Linked DNA regions of Ovis aries: region 1 is linked to region 2. A link is a contact called in public Hi-C data. All regions are on one chromosome and are shown on one strand. Each heading gives the region's core, a stretch centred on a gene start, on an enhancer-like site or on the middle of the called end of the contact. The rest is flanking DNA. Distances are from core to core; before and after follow the strand shown.

Region 1 (3,619 bases), core at 205-2,704, 39 kb before region 2:
TGGACCCTGCCTCCTGAATTCCACCAGCCTTAGAACTCTGGTAAACTACAGAGGTGTTTCTTTCACCCATCAGAGCCACCTCGTTGTAGGGGGACAGGAATCACTACCAGGTGTGTGGTCACCTTATATACAGCTGTGAACTCAAGATTCCAGTCTGCTGGCCGCCAGGAGGAAGAAAGTTCCAGGGCCACCCTGCCAAGGCCCCAAAGGCCCAAGCCTCTGCTACCCACTGTGGGCGACTGTTTCCTCAGAGAACAAAATAAGGGTGTCAGTCAAGGTTCCAAAGGGGCTCTAGGGGAAGGAATTGTGCGGGACCACTTTTGTCAGGGAATCATTCCTGGAAGAATGACCCAGAAGGTCTCAGAGAGAGAAAAAGCTTCGGGAGAACACTCAGGTCTCTTCAGAGCCTTCATCGCACCTCTGGTGCCTAACGTGATCTCTGAAATTCTCCTTTATGTCTTTCCTGCCTGTCGTTGTCCTCACGCTCACGCCCCAGTGGATCTTGGTTCCACTCAAGTAAGACAGCCACATAGCAGGCAGTGCCTGGCACTAAGGGCCACTCAATTATAATTGATGAATTCAGTTCAACAAGTGAACCATATCTGAGGGCCTTACTTTGTGCCAGGTGCCGGGCACTAGTGAGGGAAGGGTTGGGGGGAGGGCATTCTCTCATTTCAGTCAAGATTGGCAGAATGAAGGAGCTTGGCCACGCGGCTGGAGGAAGTACAGCGGTTGGACCCCAGGAGGCGACAGCTGCTACTGCTCCCCCCTCGCCCCCACCAGTGCCCCTTGGCCTCCCAGGGCCCTCCCGCCCCACGCGGGCCCGGGCGCCCGCGCTCACCCGCTGCAGCTCGAGCTCGATCTCGCCGGCCTTGAGCACGATAGGTCCCCGCACCGCGTACTCCACCGCCTTCACCTGCGGGTTCATGGACTCGAGCGTAAGGATGCGCTCGCGCCGGCTCCGCTCGGGCCGCACTTTGAGCACCGCCGAGGCCTCGGCGGCCGCGCTGCTCTGACTACGGCCCCAGGGGCCGAGGGTCCGGGGGCAGCAGCCCCGCCGGACCAGCGCCGCCGCCCGCTGCATCGCGCGGCCGCCGAGTGAAACCTTGGGACAAATAGGGAAAGAGAACAAACACGTCGCGCACAGCCCAAGGCAGGCACGCGGGCACCCACCCCCAAGCTCAGCTAAGGGCTCCTTCAGCGAGAGGTGCCAGCCTGGCTCCGGGGACGGGTGCCCATCCCCCGGCGACTCGGACCCTGCACCTCGCCGCTGCAGAGCGAAAGCGCTGCACAACCGGGTTTTGCAAAGGCTGAGCCCAGTGCATGCGTGCAACGTGCCTGTCGCCGCCTGGTCACCCCTTCGTCGAGTCCGGCTAGAAAGCTCGCCTAGGGCAGCTCCTCGGCTCAGGCGCCGGCAGCCGCATCCCAGCTCCCGCACGCAGCACCGGGCCCCCAGCGCTCACACACCCACAGCCTGCGAGTCCGCCCGGGCCTCCCCGCTGGCTCCTGGGCCTTGTAGTTCCCTTGTCGTTTTTCAGAACAGGTGTGGCGAACTGGTTGAACTACAAGTCCCATAGTGCCCCGCGCTGGCCTGATCTGGGGGCCGGGCTGGAGGCGGGAGCGAGGGTCTGGCTCTGCCGTGAGCTGGGCGGGCTCTTTGTCTGGCTGAAGGGTCTGGGATTCCGGAGGGGGTCTGGCGGGGGCTCTCCTCGCGGCTTTCTGCGAATTTAGAGCTATTTGGTGCTTCTCCCTGGAGGCGCATCCCGCATTCCCCCACACAACCCTTTCCCCAACATCTGCAAAGACATAGGCGGAGAGATGGTGCAGTCCTCGCCCCAAGTTTCATCATCCAGGGTTCAGTGGCCGCTGTTTAGGAAGCAGGGGTGGGGTGGGGGTTAGGAGTTTGCGACTTGACTGCCACTTTTACCCGTCTCAACGTCGGTTTTCTTGTCAAAAGGGAGATCAACTCTCAGCCTTTAAGGATTGTCGTGAAAATTAAAGGACCAACACAGCTGGTATATACCAGGTGGTCAGGCTTCCTGACAGCTCCATTTGTAACGCTACCCCACCTCCACTACCTCTTTTAATTTCCTTTCTAGCATCAGAAATTTAGATACTTTTTACTGGCTCCCGCATTAACCATGTAAGCTCCAGAAGGCAGGGGCAACGTTTTTCTCGTTCATTGTGTTCACAACGTATTCACACAACCTCTGAGTGTTAGCAGCACATAGTAAGAACTCAGTAAACGTTTGTTGAGAATGGATGCTCAGCTTTTTGTAGCTTTTTTTTTTTTTTTGTAAAGGTACCTGCTGTTGACTGAAAAAAGATGTACAACTTGAGAGTTGTGAGTTAAGTTTTATTTTAGGCAAAATGAGGACTGAAGCCTGGAAGGCACCATCTCAGATAGCTCTGAGAGACTGCTCCAAAGCGGCAGTGGGGGAAAGTCAATATATAAGGTTTTGGTGAAGGGGATGTTCAATACCATGAAGCACTCAATTTACAAAAGGGTTTTTTGTTAGTCATGAGGGTCTGATGTCACCATGATGGTTTGCAGCATGGGGTTCAATCTCCGCAGAGGCAGATGGCAAATGCCTTGTTCTGTTACTGTCAATGCTCTTGGTAAGTGCCGATTTGTTGTTGACATGGCCCCCTTGTGGTCATAAATCCTACCAAACTTTGGGGGTCATTTCATAACCATTTTGTCCCACGTTGCTGGGAAGGCTCATCCCCAGTTCTGAAGAAGGTTTTTGTTGATAAGACACTCAATGTGCTATTACTGGACTAGGTCTTAATAGTCAAAGATCTCTGGACACCTGTCTTCTAGTTATAGTCCAGGAGAGTATTCCCTCTTGTTGCATCTTTTCATACCTGCTGCTGCTAAGTCGCTTCAGTCGTGTCCAACTCTGTGTGACCCCATAGACGGAAGCCCACGAGGCTCCCCCGTCCCTGGGATTCTCCAGGCAAGAACACTGGAGTGGGTTGCCATTTCCTTCCCCAATGCATGAAAGTGAAAAGTGAAAGGGAAGTCGCTCAGTCGTGTCCGACTCTTCGCGACCCCATGGACTGCAGTCTACCAGGCTCCTCCGTCCATGGGATTTTCCAGGCAAGAGTACTGGAGTGGGGTGCCATTGCCTTCTAGAGTTACAGTATTACAATCATTGATCATATATTGAACTATACATTTGATCAGCTGCTTCAAGTCTAGTCATCATTTCCATTGAAGTCTCCATCATATACTTGGTAATACAAGTAAGAATAATCTTGTGAAACAAGCAAAATACAAATGGTATAGTTAACAACATTAGTGGAATTAAAAGTAAATATTTTATCCATGAGCCTCCCCCACCAATTTTTATTTAAAGATTGTCAAGACTAGGGAATGGGTCACTTAGAGCAGAAACCTCATTTTTCATGTGGTTCAAATGTGTTACATTAAAGGATTTATCAGGTACAAAAATACAGCATTCAGTTTGAATTATAGCACAGATATCTCCCTGAGATGCTGTAAGGTGTCAAAGGTCTTGCAGTTGTGTAGCACTGCCTTTCTCGTCATAGAGATCTCAGAATTCAATAGGCTAATAGCCTGGTTACTATCATTTAAAGCTTATGAAAGTTGTCG
Region 2 (3,447 bases), core at 814-3,313:
ATTTAGGTCATATCTGAATGGTCTAGTGGTTCCCCACTTTCTTCAATTTAAGTCTGAATTTGGCACTAAGGAGTTCATAATCTGAGCCACAGTCAGCTCCTGGTCTTGCTTTTGCTGACTGTATAGAGCTTCTCCATCTTTGGCTGCAAAGAATATGATCAATCTGATTTCAGTGTTGACCATCTGGTGATGTCCATGTGTAGAGTCTTCTCTTGTGTTGTTGGAAGAGGGTGTTTGCTATAACCAGTGCATTCTCTTGGCAAAAGTCTATTAGCCTTTGCCCTGCTTCATTCTGTATTCCAAGGCCAACTTTGCCTGTTACCCCAGGTGTTTCTTGACTTCCTACTTTTGCATTCCAGTCTCCTATAATGAAAAAGACATCTTTTTTGGGTGTTATTTCTAAAAGGTCTTGTAGGTCTTCATAGAACCTTTCAACTTCAGCTTCTTCAGCATTATTGGTCAGGGTCTAGACTTGGATTACCGTGATATTGAATGGTTTGCCTTGGAAATGAGCAGAGACCATTCTGTCGTTTTTGAGATTGCATCCAAGTACTGCATTTCGGACTCTTTCGTTGACTATGAGGGCTGCTCCATTTCTTCTAAGGGATTCCTGCCTGCAGTAGTAGATATAATGGTCATCTGAGTTAAATTCCCCCATTCCAGTCCATCCAGCTCACTGATTCCTAGAATGTTGACGTTCACTCTTGCCATCTGTCAGAAACCCCACATCCAAGGTAAGAGAAACCCAAGTAAGACGGTAGGCACTGAGAGAGGGCATCAGAGGGCAGACAGACTGAAACCACAATCACAGACAACTGGCCAATCTGATCACACGGACCACAGCCTTGTCTAACTCAATGAAACTAAGCCATGCCTTGTGAGGCCACCCAAGACGGATGGGTCATGGTGGAGAGGTCTGACAGAATGTGGTCCACTGGAGAAGGGAATGGCAAACCACTTCAGCATTCTTGCCTTGAGAACCCCATGAACAGTATGAAAAGGCAAAAAGATAGGACACTGAAAGAAGAACTCCCCAGTAGGTGCCCAATATGCTACTGGAGGTCAGTGGAGAAATAACTCCAGAAAGAATGAAGGGATGGAGCCAAAGCAAAAACAACACCCAGTTGTGGATGTGACTGGTGATAGATCAAGGTCCGATGTTGTAAAGAGCAATATTGCATAGGAACCTGAAATGTTAGGTCCATGAATAAAGGCGAATCGGAAGTGGACAAACAGGAGATGGCAAGAGTGAACGTCGACATGAACTATACAGTCCATGGAATTCTCCAGGCCAGAATACTAGAGTGGGTAGCCTATCCCTGCTCCAGGGGATCTTCCCAACCCAAGGATCAAACCCAGGTCTCCCGCACTGCAGGTGGATTCTGTACCAGCTGAGCCACAAGGGAAGCCCTTGAGTGTTGTAAGCAAACAGCAAATTAGCCAAGATAGCTGTGGTCAGGCTTTCTCACCCCACAGCCTCTCGCCCCACGTTTTGTAAATACATGGTTATGTAACAGTTGAGATCACTTATAGCACTGCATATGCGTGTCACAATGTACTCTCTTGGCCACAGGCCGCTTTTGTTCTGTTTGCCTATATAAGCTCCACCTGAAAAGCCCTTGTGACTGCATTATGGCTGCGTCTGCTGGGTCAGCTGTGAGAGAATACAGCATGTCTGCTGCTACAGCTGCTGTGCTAGTCAGGAGAAAACAAACGTGTTTGCAGTTCCTACGGCTCCTTGAGTTTTCTTCCAGCTTCTCCGCTCTCGCCTTGACTACTGTGGGTTCAGCGAATACTGAGATACAGCAAGACAAGCGTCTAGCAATAGATGTATTGAGGGAGGGCCGATAGAAGGAGATACAAATAGGAGCCTTTTCAGGCCCAAGGTTCTGAAAAACCACAAGCTGCTTCTATGTTGGAGGAAAGTGGAATAACCCTGATTTACGAGTGGAGAGCTGGCAGGTGAACTTGCTTTTGCTGGACTGTGTGACTCGAACCTGCAGGCTTCTGTGAGCAGCAGCACCAGTGGGTATGACTGCCATCTAGTGCCAGATGTCACCTTCTGCAAGTTGTTTACTTGCTGTTTCCAGCTGAAGGGCATTTGGGGAGCCAAATGGAAGTAGGAGGTCATTACCCCTATCATCAGGAAGAACCTTAAAATCAGGCTTTTGATATTATCTCTAATTTATCTTATTATAGATGCAGAATCTAACTGATTGGATGGAATAAAAGGGCAATCATTCCACAATATAAAATTTGTGTCTCATTTCAAACCTCTAGGTTACTATGAATTTCGTAGATGCTACATAATCTTTTTTATAAAGAAATCCTGGAATGGACACATTTATGATTCAGGAGTCTTGTAGGAAACAGGTAGCATGCTTCAAAGGGGTGGCTGGGGAGAGTTTAATGAAAGGGCTACTCAGAAAGGATGGGAAGGGACTCAGGGAAACAGTCAAGACCAGGAAAGCACTGTAGAGTTAGTGACAGTCGGAAGCAGCTAGCACTCACAGGCCAGATGGAGCAAAAAGCAGAAGAGGACCCAGAAGAACTGTTCCACAGGAGAGAGCCACTTGACAGTTGCTGTGGCCTCAGCTGTGGTTCTTGGTTGGGAAGCACACCCTTAGAGGAGGATTCACATGAAAGCAGTGTAATAAGGAATCCTTGGACAGATGGGAAGGGGTAGGGGCGCATAAGCAGGGCAGAGAAGGAGAGAAGTTCAGCAAGATATTATCTCAGGCAGAATTCTGTGGAAAGGCAGTGTTAGCCTGACCCCTCGGAGGAACTTTGAGAGGTAGGTTGTTTCTCAGAAGGTCTACCTGGAGGCAAAGAGGCTTGGCATTGAGACTCTTAACTTGCCATTCATTGGTCAGGTGGATGGGGATGAGAGGAAGCAGGGCATTATACAGGACCTGGACCTTCTAAACATTCAGTTAGGGTGAAGCGCTAACTCCAAGGCTCTGAGAGCGCTACCTGGGCTCAGCTGAAGGTTCTGGGTGTTAGAAGAACACGCTGAAAATCACTACAAAGGCATCCAAAGGGATCTGTGTGAAGCAAGAGCATCTGTTTCTACCAGGGATTAAACCAGTGAGACACGATGGTTCAGTTAACTCCTGAAGGAGAAAGACACTGAGATGGATTTGGAGTACCAGAGGTTTATTTAGCGGAGAGGGCAATGTCTGATACAGGGGGGCCTCACCACAATCTGAGCTGACATTCTCAGCCAATCCCATGGAAACTCTAAAACAAAGGTTGTCCTTTAGAAGAGTTATGCAGTGGGCAGAAGTGACCAGGCCCTCATACCCCCTTGCATGCCCAGGAATTGATTGGTAGCAGACCAGGAAAGGCACAGATCCTGAAGATGGTATCGCTGGAGGCTCTTGGCTAAAGGTTCTGCTTGTGGCTGAATGGCAAGTTCTTTTACAAGGGAGGTCCAAATGGAGCACT

What was found. Hi-C and Micro-C count contacts between places; a contact is called where the count stands out from the background.
Region 1: a Hi-C map of mixed tissues shows a contact between it and region 2, with 3 times the contacts expected there. The contact joins the promoter of GPT2 here to the enhancer-like site in region 2. A contact is called at or near these places in 7 of 16 Hi-C or Micro-C datasets (blood, hypothalamus, liver and 4 more).

The regions. Positions count from the first base shown.
Region 1 is chr14:14,857,866-14,861,484 of ARS-UI_Ramb_v3.0, reverse strand. It overlaps GPT2 (glutamic--pyruvic transaminase 2), which reads right to left and starts at 1,454. Exons shown (of 12, transcript XM_004014968.6): 1 at 1,339-1,454; 2 at 842-1,105. The coding sequence starts at 1,084.
Region 2 is chr14:14,819,552-14,822,998 of ARS-UI_Ramb_v3.0, reverse strand. No RefSeq gene overlaps it. Among named protein-coding and RNA genes, the nearest start is that of GPT2, 39 kb to the left of the region's middle. Within about 2 kb of position 2,063, at least 7 of the 54 cell types and tissues checked have an H3K27ac peak or open chromatin away from gene starts, as enhancers often do.